Linked DNA regions of Danio rerio: region 1 is linked to region 2. A link is a contact called in public Hi-C data. All regions are on one chromosome and are shown on one strand. Each heading gives the region's core, a stretch centred on a gene start, on an enhancer-like site or on the middle of the called end of the contact. The rest is flanking DNA. Distances are from core to core; before and after follow the strand shown.

The links. A called contact is a pair of places that touch in the nucleus more often than the background predicts.
Region 1: a contact with region 2 is called in a Hi-C map of hematopoietic stem cells, with 2.1 times the contacts expected there. The contact joins the enhancer-like site here to the promoter of si:ch73-269m14.2 in region 2. A contact is called at or near these places in 2 of 18 Hi-C or Micro-C datasets (caudal fin and hematopoietic stem cells) and 2 of 4 datasets of contacts at active chromatin or transcription factors (embryo and gastrula embryo).

What each region holds. Positions count from the first base shown.
Region 1 is chr21:49,482,656-49,489,071 of GRCz12tu, forward strand. tcf7 (transcription factor 7) reads left to right here. Exons shown (of 11, transcript NM_001012389.3): 6 at 3,701-3,817; 7 at 4,742-4,904; 8 at 5,075-5,194. It also overlaps a transcript of ddx46 not described here. Among named protein-coding and RNA genes, the nearest start is that of skp1, 20 kb to the right of the region's middle. Within about 2 kb of position 3,211, at least 9 of the 62 cell types and tissues checked have an H3K27ac peak or open chromatin away from gene starts, as enhancers often do.
Region 2 is chr21:49,347,199-49,354,046 of GRCz12tu, forward strand. It overlaps si:ch73-269m14.2, which reads right to left and starts at 2,484. Exons shown (of 3, transcript XM_003200909.7): 1 at 2,368-2,484; 2 at 103-1,562. The coding sequence starts at 2,476. vdac1 (voltage-dependent anion channel 1) reads right to left here. Exons shown (of 9, transcript NM_001001404.1): 8 at 6,142-6,199; 9 at 4,879-5,579. The coding sequence ends at 5,488. It also overlaps a transcript of ddx46 not described here.

The DNA.
Region 1 (6,416 bases), core at 1,961-4,460, 140 kb after region 2:
GTCACTAATCTCGGTCCTGGAGGTCCGGTGCTCTGCAGGGTTTAGCTCCAACTTACCTCAACACACCTGCCTGAGTGTTTCAAGTATCTCTAGTAAGAGCTTGATCAGCTGTTCAGGTGTGTTTGATTAGGGTTGGAGCTCAAATCTGCAGGACACCGGCCCTCCAGGAACAAGTTTGGTGACCCCTGCTCTACATGTACTTTAAATGTAGAGCAGGGGAGTCAAACTCAATTCCTGGAGGGCCGAAGCCCTGCACAGTTTAGCTCCAACCCTGCTCCAACACACTTACCTGTAGGTTTCAAACAAGTCTGAAGGACTCAATTAGTTTGATCAGGTGGGTTTAATTAGGGTTGGAACTCAACTGTGCAGAGCTGCGGCCCTCCAGGAACTGAGTTTGACACCTGTGATGTAGATGATCAAAATCCTCCTAAATTTCTAAATTGGGGTTAAAACACACAGGGTAAATGCAGACAGAAGCTTCTCATCCTCAAAGATCAATTTCTGCTTGGGATTATACAGTTCTGTCCAGCAGATCATGAAATGAAGCATTACTTTGTAAGAAATACAGTCAGGCTGCTCATTAATTGAATTAAAAAGAAAGATTGGTGTTGTACCAATATGCTGATGTTTGAGAAAGGACATTTAATTAATGTTTTAGGATGAATGTCTTGTTTAAATTAAGCATACAAGGCTGTGCTACATATTTTGTCCAGTGCAGATGTTAATTTGATGTATTTAATATGGTCATAATCATTGTTGTAATTAAGAAGCCATGAATTAAATTAATGATTTGCCTTCAAGGCTTAATGTCAAATTTAAAGACTTGAAAAGAAAACAAACTAAGAGCAAATGAGTTTAATAAACCCTGAGAATGTTTCTGTGACTATATATACACAAGGAACAGCATTTCATATTTAATAAACTATAGTTTTATAACAATGGAGCAGTCCGGTGAAATGACAAAAAGCTGATCCTGATTGGTCCTCGTGTGCATTCAAAATGCTGAAAGAACCTTATAGAGCCAAGCTGAGCTCCACTTTGTAGATAAACCCTTATTGTTTATTAAATAAAACGTCTTAATGTAAACAACTTATAAAAAACATCCCATAATGTAAATAAGTCTTTAAATCATAAGAAAATTAAATGTCAGATAGAACCTTATAATTCTAAGGTGGTGATATATATATATATATATATATATTTGTTTCCTTCATCTCAGGGGCATGAAACTCCAACTTTTCCAAAAATATCTAACACAAATAACACAAAAGAATATAAAATAATAAAAATATAAAATATAATTATTTTTAATGATTATATTGGTATAATTTTTATTATAATTTTTATTATTTGTATTTTTATTATTAAAATATAATAACACAAATAACTGGAGTTGGTTTGGTTGTTATAAATGTCTGTAAAGAAAATCACTGTTTAGTTTCCTTGGGGTCACTGATAATATTCACCTCTTTATTTTAGATTCATTTGTGTAAAAGACATTTAAACCCATCATGAGTCTGAAATGTTTTACATTTCTGTAAAGGCCTGGGCGCAGAGCACAAATAAAACAAAGGGAACACACGCACACACACACACGCACACACATACACACACATACACACACAAACACACACACGCACACACACGCACACACACACGACTGCAACAGAGATCATATATATATATATATAAATTGGCAAAAATAATCTACAAAACTCTGAAAAAATTCATAAATAAATGAAGGACAAACACTAAAGCACAAAATCAACTTGAACACACACACACACACACACACACACACACACACATGCACGTGTCGCTGTCTACGGCTTTTTTATTTTGGCACACTGAAACATTTTACAAAAGAAAACAATCAAAAATATCTCAGACGACAACAGCAAGTGACAGAATACAGCATGATGGTGCGTTCTGGACTGTTAAAATACATCTGTTGATTATAAATATCAGTTTGTGAGGAAGTTTTCTAAAGCATCAAGAAATATGAGCTGAAGATGAACCAGTGTCTTCAATTTAGGGCAGGATCTGAAATTAAAGTTTTCATAAGTCAAATGATGGCGTAGTTGTGTGTTTGTGTTGTAAATGGATAAAAAACAGTACACAATAACCAACAAACACTGCGTAAATAAAGATGAACAGTGATTAAAAACAATCATATAAAGCTGACGTTTCCCTGTGTAACGGGTCTGTGAATGAGTGGAGTCAGGAGGACCTCAAGGAACCCAACTGTGATTGATTTATTTATTTATTTATTTATTCATTTATTATATTATTTATGTATTTTCCTGAGCTGTTCCGGGGTTAAAAGAGAGATGTGAGAGGGGTGAGCTCGTCTTCACCCTCTCTACATTATTTTTCATATTTTATTGATCATATTTTTATTGATTTTTCTGAATGTATTCACTGTTGTTTTTGTCTCTGTGGCTGAATATAACAAATCAAAAGTAGCTGAGAGGAGGAACTCTTCCACATGTCTGGCCTCAGCTGGAGTTCACAGATTTACTCATTATTATATTAGTGATCTGAAGAGCTGCTCTGTTTCAGTAATGCTGGATGTAAAGCAGCGGCTGGAACCGGGGATCACACATCCACAAATGCTTTCTGCTTTGCTGCATTTATATGTCTGCATTTAGCCGACGCTGAGGATGATGAGGATGAAGATGATGATGATGATGGCAGTCAGTGGATATCAGTCGCTTTATTGAAGAGTTTTTCCTTTGGGAGTCGAACCCAAAACCTTGTTGTTGCCAGCACTGTACTTTAGTGCGAGTGAGTGTGTGTTTGCATGTGTGTGTGAGTGTGTTTGTGAGTTAATAAGTATATGTGTGTGTGTGTGTGTGTGTGTGCGCGCGCCCTTACTCCACTGGAGCTTCAGTGTGTGTGTGAGTCTCAGATCCGTCAGTTTTTCTTCTCTCTGCTTTTGTCATGTTCATGATCAAATCCTTCCTCTGGAGCCCAAAACCCGAATCACAAGAACAAACACACTAATGCTCTTACAGCAGGAACACACGCAGGCTGTGTGAGTGTGTGTGTGTGTGCGTGTGTGTGTGATGTTTCTGTCAGATGTCAGCAGCCCGGGCACATCTTTGTTCAATTGGCCCCGTGTGGAGGGCTCAGATCCGGAGTGTGTGTGTGTGTGTGTGTGTGTGTGTGTCTCAGCTCCAGATGATCTGTCTGACTGGTGGAGTGTGTGTTGAGTAGAAAAGGCTTGCAGCGCCATCTGCTGGACACACACACACACACACACACACACACACACAGTTAAAAAGCACAGTTCGCCTATAAATGTCAGTTCTGTCCTCATTTCCTCCACTTGTTTCAAACCTGTCTGAGTTTCTTTCTTCTGCTGAACACAAAGAAGATATTTTGAAGAATGCTGGAAACCTGTAGTGTTTCCTGCTATGGAAGTCTGTGGTTAGAGGCTTTCATCTTCCTAATATCTTCTTTAGTGATCAGCAAAAGAACGAAACTCGTGAATGTTTGGAAACACTTGAGGGAGATTAGACACTGAGCAGATGCTGATGTGTGGGTGAACTGACCCTTTCATGGAGATGCAAACAGCAGCTTTCTGTCAGCGCAGTGTCTTCACCGTGCCTTCGCATTGACGTCTTTAAAATTTGACATGTAACTCTGTGTTTATGTTTGTGTGTGTGTGTGTGTGTGTGTCTGCGCGCGCCTGCAGGTTCTCTCACTCTCTGATGCTGCAGTCCGGTATGCACCCCACAGGAATCCCTCACCCCGCTATAGTGCCCCCTTCAGGAAAGCAGGAGCACGATCAGTTCGACAGGAGCATTTATAAGTAAGTCTCTGAAGTAACACACACACACACACACACACATATAATGAATTTCTTAGCCTAATTACGTTTGTAAATGTGTTGGCGTGCCCAGAGCCCAGACCTGAACCTGCATGAAACCCCTTCAGCTAAAGCCTAGTTCACACTACAGGATTTTAAACCTCAGCAGATCGCTGTGCCGTTCACACTACATGACTTGACTTTGTGTCTTTTAATCTCTGTGGTGTTCACACTACGCAACACAGGGGGTCACACACTACATGATCTGACAACAACTAAACAAATCAAGCTACCAAACCACAGCCAATGAAATTTTGAGGGAGGAGTCGTCAGAAAAAGCTGAACACTATTGGCTGCTTGTGCTGATGACATCACTGACAGCGTTTCAAGCTTTGGAGAAAACATTTAAAAACATCGTCAAATCAGCGGATTCATCACTCATCTGCAAGGTTCCAGTGGATAGATACACAGAGAGTTTTTAATTTTTGTAATTTTATAACTCTTTGAAATAAAACTAACATATTTATAACACCCTTGGTCATCAATCTGGCAACCTGCACCAGGAGTGCAATACCTAGTTCAACCACTGGGTGTCAAACTTGCACACTGCACACCTTTACACACCTTTAAGTGCCGCTACAACATTTCACCCTCACAAATTGTTTGTTATTTTCCTCAAAACTCTGAGAATAAAGCTGTAACCACGTGCGAAGCGTGAATACTTTCTGCATCCGCTGCGCATTTGGGTGTCAGGTGTGTGAAACTCTTGGAAATCCTTTAGCTGGAAAAACAAGATCACTTTAAATAAAGACACAGGCTACTTTAAAACCAGTGTGTCAGGAATGAACGAGAAGACAACACCTGAGCTGCTTTTACTGTGTTTTACCACGGTGTAGTGACGCGTGTGTGTGATTCTCTGTCCTCCAGCAAGTCTCATGCGGAGGCCAAGCGGGAGAAGGAGCCCAAGAAGCCGGTGATCAAGAAGCCTCTGAATGCGTTCATGCTGTACATGAAGGAGATGCGCGCTAAAGTGATCGCAGAGTGCACACTGAAGGAGAGCGCCGCCATCAACCAGATCCTGGGCCGCCGGGTGAGTCTCTGTGTGTGTGTGTGTGTGTGTGTGAGTGCCTGAGTGTGCGTCTGAGTCTGTGAATCTGAGTGTGAGTGTGTGTGTGAGTCTGTGTGTTACAGTAGCACAATCTGACCTGTGTGTGTGTGTGTGTGTGTGTGTGTGTGTGTGTGTGTGTGTGTGTGTTACAGTGGCACGCTCTGACCCGTGAGGAACAGGCCAAGTACTATGAGCTGGCCCGTAAGGAGCGGCAGCTGCACATGCAGCTCTACCCCAGCTGGTCGGCCCGTGACAACTACGTGAGTGCTTTGGTAATGAATACACAAATATACGGCACTGCTGATGTGTTTGATATTAGCCATATGTGATAGATCTGTCCTGTGAGCGCAGCAGATCACCTGTAATCACACCAAGCTCCAAGACAAACAGACAATCAATCAAACAATCCATTCTTCATGTGTTCTTTCTTCTAAACCTGCTCATGAAGCTGCAGAGCCAAACTATACAGAGGAACACAGAGAAGTCTGACGCTGAGAGTGAGGGCGGGGCTCAGATCACTGCTATGGGTGATGTCAGCATGCTCATTAACTATGCACACAGTGATTGGCTGATAGGAGTGGGCGGGGTCAGATGTATTCATGTATATATTGTAGAGCAGGACATTATGCTGCCTTCATTATTCCAGTAAAGATGTTAAATGTACACTGAGACTGAGGCAGGCTAAAAAGGATGTTTTGCTTTGAATGTTTCAGACGTTAAATAATCATTTGAATAAATTGTTATATAGTATTTTCCTTTTTTTGTAATATAAATCTTATTTAAATGCAGAAGTCTTGAAATAACTCAGGGTTTTTACCAGTGAGTCTTTCAATGTAAAGGGTTAATCCTAGTGCTCAGATTAATCACCGTTAATCACGTTCACACGGAAAGTTTATTTTCACTAATACATGTGTGTGTGTGTGTGTGTGTGTGTGTGTGTGTGTGTGTGTGTACAGAGAGATTTCTTTCAACACATTTCTGTGCATATACCTTTAATATCTCATCTCTACACTGCAATAAATGCTTTTTTTACGTAGATTTTTTGTCTTGTTTCTAGTCCAAATATCCAAAAATTCCTAAATCAAGAAGGATTTTCCAGACAAGCAAAACATTTTCTTGTTTTGAGAAATAATATGCCAATAATAAGTGAGTTTTCCCTTAAAACAAGCTAAATAATCTGCCAATGGGGTCAGCAAAATAATCTTATGTCAAAAGAAAAAACAATATTATTTTGCTGACCCCATTGGCAGATTATTTTGGTTACGGATTTGTACTGTAGCATTTTTACAGTTTTTTACGTTGAAATCACGGCCATTTTTTACAGTGTAGAGCCTTGAGCTTATAAGATCCTCGAGCCCTGGGCTCCCTCCCGTTGCTAGGTGAGAGGGGAGTTTTAGCTCAGGTAGATCTCGATGACTCCCCCTCCTGCTTACTGTAGCTAAGTGTCAGATATAGATGCTGAGAAGGTGTACTCAGAGCTGGCTAAAATATTTC
Region 2 (6,848 bases), core at 1,234-3,733:
TGCCAAATAGGAGCCCTTTAAAGGGTTATTAGTAAGAATTATACCTTAAATTAAGCATGGACAAAACCATTTCTGGATATGCATTGGTCAGGAGAAGCGTACCTTTCTCTTGTTGTGGTAGGTAATGTAGATGATGGCCACCAGGAAGGCGATGATAACCAGATGGAAGAAGAAGTGCGAGTCTTCATCCTGGGTGCTGTAGATGTTTATCTCTGAGCTCTCAGGAGGAGTTTTGTAACCCTGAGGGTAATTTTTTTTTCCTTGGCTATCCTCAGGAGAGCTGATGTCATCCCACGAGCTTCCACCCTTAACTTCAACATCATTGCTTACATCATTCTCATCAACAACTTCATCATCATCATCGTCGCCATCATCATCTTCGTCGTTGCCTGTGTCATCACCAAAGCCCAGATCTGGTCCTAAAAACGTGCTTTCAGCGATGTACTCTGTAAAGTTCTGTGGCTGCGGTGCTGCAGGGGAGGGTTTCAGGTGCTCTGGGTCATTATCCTGCTGCTTGTGGTCATTTTTTGGCTGCACAGAGTCGTCACCCTTCTGCACAGGGTCATTATTCTGCTGCTTGTTCTCGGTTTCCAGCTGCTTGTTCTCGGTTACCGGCTGCTTGGACTCGGTTTCCAACTGTTGCTTGGGCTCGGTTTCCAACTGTTGCTTGGGCTCGGTTTCCGACTGCTTGGGCTCGGTTTCCGACTGCTTGGGCTCGGTTTCCGACTGCTTGGGCTCGGTTTCCGACTGCTTGGGCTCGGTTTCCGACTGCTTGGGCTCGGTTTCCGACTGCTTGGGCTCGGTTTCCGACTGCTTGGGCTCGGTTTCCGACTGCTTGGGCTCGGTTTCCGACTGCTTGGGCTCGGTATCCGACTGCTTGGGCTCGGTTTCCGACTGCTTGGGCTCGGTTTCCGACTGCTTGGGCTCGGTTTCCGACTGCTTGGGCTCGGTTTCCGACTGCTTGGGCTCGGTTTCCGACTGCTTGGGCTCGGTTTCCGACTGCTTGGGCTCAGTTTCCGACTGCTTGGGCTCGGTTTCCGACTGCTTGGGCTCGGTTTCCGACTGCTTGGGCTCAGTTTCCGACTGCTTGGGCTCAGTTTCCGACTGCTTGGGCTCGGTTTCCGACTGCTTGGGCTCGGTTTTCGGCTGCTTGGACTCGGTTTCCAACTGCTTGGGCTCGGTTTCTGGCTGCTTGAGCTCGGTTTCCAGCTGCTTGGGCTCGGTTTCCAGCTGATTGAGGTCGGTTTTCGGCTGCTTGGGGTCAGTTTCCAGCTTTAAATCATTTTTTTGTTTCCCCGTGTCGCTTTTGAGATTCTCTGTGTTGTTTTTCTGCTTCTTCGGATCATTATCTTGTGGTTCTGTATCTTTATTAGCAATTGGAGCAGTGGGAACATCTACTGATTTGTTGCTGTTTTTACCCTCAACAGCAGGAGCTGAATCATCACCCAACACCTCTGCCGACTGACTCAAAGTACTGTCGATCGGGCTACTCAGATCACTGCTGTTCTGTGTATCTGGAGCTTTCACCTCTTTACTGTCCACAGTGGCTGGGGGTTCACCATCTATGCATGAAGACAAGCAATGCAAGAGTCATGAAACACTGAAATACATGGGCAGACTTGCTTTAATATTCACACATTCAGACTTTCACCTTCTTAATGTAATGTCATTAAAGTGTTCTTTACAAACTCTAAATAGTGAAATCATATTTGCAGCCAATGACTATCAAAGTTCAATCAATTCAGTCAATGTGATAGTGCTGATGTTGTTTTGAAGTCATTCTTATAGAGGTAAAGTTGGTTTTGGATATTCAGACATTCTCCTTAATAATATGATTTGAGAAAAGTATTCTTTCCCAATTCTAAATAGGGAAATCATATTAGCAGTCGATGATTATCAAAGTAAAACCATGTTTACAGTCATTTAGATAGTGCTAATGTTGTTTTAAAGTCATACTTGCATGCTAATTCTGACCGAATATTCAAATTAGGGTGGTAAACAATATAGAGACCGTTAAATGAACGAATGTGTGAATATAAAGCCAACTTCACCTCAATGTCTTCCTGGTCTGATCATTGTTGACATTGTCACTCCCGGAAGTGTCCACGTCACGAAAAGCAAAGACTTCCGCTATTGGAGTCAAAGAAGCTAATTCATGGCTAATTTTACCATATGTAAATATATCACTTCATTAAAAACATGTCATATTTTACTGCACAAACTTCTGATGAAAGAGACATTTTGACGAGCGCGGGGTTTATTCAGTTTCTCTTTGTCACAGAAAGTGAAAGCTGTTTTTGAGTACATCAACAGCACAGGCCTCGGGAACACACACTACAGGTGTTGAGCGGTAAATCCTCCACTAACCTGCGATTGGAAGTGAAGCGCAGCTCACGGAAAACACCAGCATTGACACTAAAACTAAAACTTTCACCATCGTTGAGTCCTCCAGTGGCGTCTGTCGCACCGCAGCCATCTTCTGCTGACGTCACCGAGCCGCATGCGCAGTACAGCCACCGCGCTTTGGGGTTGCCAAGTGCTCGATTTTCCGTCATAAGTGCTTAGCATAATTGAGTACACCCCATTTTGGAAAATGAATATTTTTATCTGTTTCTCAGAGAATATAGGCGATATATTTGGTGCATTTGAACAAAAGAGATTTATTAAACAGATATATTTATTAAAATAATATTATTAATATTAATAAACATATTAATAAATTGAAAGATAATACAATTAAAATCAAGCAAAATATTGCAAAAATAAATTACAACCAACAAAATTGCAACTAAATCTTTCCTTTTTTGTTGCCGTTGACTTTTCCTCTTTTTAAAAATTCGTCTTTAAACAAACTATGTAAATTAGATTATGCAGGCAAAGTTTGATATAGTGTCATTGGATCTCATTAGCACAAAACGTTCCTTTTCATATTGATCAGTTTCTAGAAAACTGCATTAAGGTCAATGTAAGCAGCATTAATTAGAGCAGCTGTATTTATTTAGACGTGCCCTGTGTCAACAATTATCAGCCAATACTGAAACAGGGTTTATTGGATATATGGAGGAAATGTTCTGCAGGTCTTTTGAATAATTTAAATTTTCCTCAGAAAAAAAACATCAAATGCTTGCAAACACAATGAGCCGATGTTTTTCTGCAGCAGCAAAGTTTATAATCCGCACATAGCAACAGAACTGGCTTTACCTGTTAGGTTGATTACGTAACTACGCTCTATTGTGTCATATAGAAGTTATTAATATCAGCCAAAAAATCAACTTTGAAGATTGTCATATTTTAGTTATTTAATCTTGTTTTTCTCCTGAAATGTTGGACAGTTCGATGTTAAATAAATAAAATCCATGTGCAATAAAACTAAATTAAATTGAAGTAGCTAATCCAGTATATAGTGCTATATCCAATTAACCAATATTAGATTTGTCTGAAAGTGAATCAGTTTTTACTAAAGTACCTAATTTATGAAAATAAATTAAAAATAAAATGTAAAAAATAATTAAAATATCTAAAATCAAATTAAAATAAACTAATAGAAATAAATAAAAACAATAAAAAAATTATAAAAATATATAAATATTAGTAAATATATGCAATATTTAAAACAAATAAAATAAATATAAAAATAAAAAACAATAAAAAATATAAAAGAATATAAATATTAGTAAATATAACTAATGTATATTTAAAACAAAAAAATTATATGAAAATAAAAATAAATAAAATAAGAATAAATAAAAATACATTTAAAATAGATCCAAAAATATAACATAATTAAAAAAAAAAATATATATATATATATATATATATATATATATATATATATATATATATATATTGTATATAAAATATAATATAATATAATAAATTATTAAATAAAATATCAAAAAATTAGAAAATTAAAATATTCAAATAAAAAAACAATACATACATATAAATAATATATACATACATATAATATATATATATATAAAATATAATATATATATATATATATATATATATTTTTTTTTTTTTATGTCATATTTTTGGATCTATTTTAAATTTATTTTTATTTATTATTATTTTATTTATATTTCTCAATTTTTTGTTTTAAATATACATTCGTTATATTTACTAATATTTATATTTTTTTATTTTTTGTTTTTATTTTTATATTTATTTTATTTGTTTTAAATATATTTACTAATATTTATATATTTTTATAATTCTTTTATTGTGTTTATTTATTTCTCACACACATACACAGTTGAAGTCAGAATTATTACCCATTTATTTTTTTTCCCCAATTTCTGTTTAACGGAGCAAATTTTTTCAACACATTTCTAATCATAATAGTGTTAATAACTCATCTCTAATAACTGATTTATTTTCTCTTTGTCATGATGACTGTAAATAATAGTACTCTAGATATTCTTCAAGACACTTCTATACAGCTTAAAGTGACATTTAAAGGCATCACTAGGGTAATTAGGCAAGTCATTGTATAATGATGATTTGTTCTGTAGACTATCCAAAACAAAATATCTTAAAGGGGCTAATAATATTGACCTTTAAATGGTGTTTAAAAACACAATAACTGCTTTTATTCTAGCCGAAATAAAACAAATCAGACTTTCTCCAGAAGAACAAATATTATCAGACACACTGTGAACATTTCCTGCATCTGTTTAACATCATTTGGGAAATATTTAAAAAAGAAAAAAAAAGTCAAAGGGGGCGAATAATTTTGACTTCAACTTAATATATATTTATTACACATTCTATCAGTCTATACCTATAGTTTTCAAAAACATTAATCTTCATAAACAGAATTTACTGCATGCAAAAAGGCAGATTTTCCCACAGAACACAACACACACAGTCCAGTAGGTGTGATACAGGTCGAACGTTTTATTCAACGTAAGGAAGGACTCCATCCTGCTAAATCCACAGCTTCCTAATCCTACATGTAACAATGGAAGACAAGCCTACATCCAGAACTGCACGTCACTCGTGCTCTTCCCGACACACACTTCTGTTTTCAGGAGCTCTGCACGGACGCAGCAGGTAGTATGCAGCGCTAAAACAACGACACACATGTGGATTACTCGCACACACACACCAGACGGAGACATGAGACGCACCCAAACGTGTGGAATCTATCATAAAGAGCTGCAGGCTCTCTTTCTGAAGATCAGGAATGTCAATCTAGTGTTTTCTGACGTAAACTTCCACAAAGAAATGAGCATCTGTAAAGTATGAACACTGAAATAAATAACGCAGAGTGTGTTGAAGACAAAACATCTTATAAACCGGGGAGCGCTCTTCTCTAATAGTGTTTCTCTCTGGGAAAGTGAGCCGCTGCTAATGCATACATGTCTCCAGGTATACCGTGTGTGTTCCTGCTCAGGAGAAATAAGGTGTGTGAGGGTGTGGGGATAGAAAATAAAGTGTGTAATATTAAATGAAGTCAGGATCGGAGCAATCCACAGCTTCTTATGCCTCAAACTCCAGACCCAAACCCATCTTGTGGCCTCCGGCGTTAATGTTCTTGCCATCCAGAAGAGCAGAAAGGGTCAGCTTAATACCTGAAAGCAGAAGAGAGACGTTGGGGAATTAATCCAGCAGGTATTATACTGCAGATATCATATTAGACCTGAAAAAACACAGTGCTGTAGGGGAATTGATCAACTGAATTGCCCGTGGTGTATGAGTGTGTGCATGAGAGAGTATCCCAGTACTGGGTTGCAGCTGGAAGGGCATCCGCTGTGTGAAATATGTTCTGGATAAGTTGGTGGTTCATTCTGCTGTGGCGACCCCTGATGAATAAAGGGACTAAGCTGATTTCCAGCCTAGAAAGTGACCAGCTAAAACCATCAAAACCAGCTTGACCATCCTGGTTTAAGCTGGACATAGCTGGTTTTGGCTGGGCTCCAAGCCTGGCTAGGCTGGTCAAGCTGGTTTTAGCTGGTCATCTCCCAGCTTGTCCAGCTAAAACCAGGCTGGAAATGGCTGGAAACCAGCCTGGAAGTGGCCAAAACCCCTCTAAAACCAGGCTGGTTGACCAGCTAAAACCAGTCAACCATCCTAGGCTGGTTTAAGCTGGATTTTTCAGCAGAGCCCTGTTTAATAATATCTACACACACTTACCAGGCTTCAGAGTTTGAGTGTATCCCAGCCCGACAAGGCTCGAGTTATTCACTTTGGCCTGTAAGACAGACAAAAACAGTGATGTTGAATACAAATATAGTAGATTCCCTTCAATCATGACTTTCCCCAGAGCGTTCAGTGATGAAGCAATATCTAGAGCTGCGGCCTGAAACCACATCATGTAATAACTCGGGGATGTTGAGGTGGTCTGGCAGTGGTATACGTCCTGGGGGGGGTCATCGGTCCAGATTTTGTGGTGACTCAAAATTTGTAGCTGTATTTGCAAAATATGCATCTCTAAAGACTTAGTCCAGGGGTCAGCAATCCTGGTCCTGCAGGGTTTAGCTCCATCTTGACTCAACACACCTGCATGGATGTTTCAAGTATACCCAGTAAAGCTGCTGTCACACTGGGCTTTTCCTCCCATAGACTTCCATTCATACGCACGCAAATGCGTCAGACAGGAAACGCAGGGTCATTTGTCAAGTTTCACAGGTTGCTGCGGTGCAAAGTTCCAGCTTGGTGAACTCTGAGAAATCTCATCACTAGACTGAGACAAATCGAGGATCAAAACATGCAGCAATCGCTCGCTTTTAGTTTTAAAAATGTCTAATAAGCTTGTTTAATCACGGCGCTTTTTGCAGCGCTGCATGACAGAATTTCGCATACTCAAACTCTAATGTGACCGCAGCGTAAGAGCTTGATTA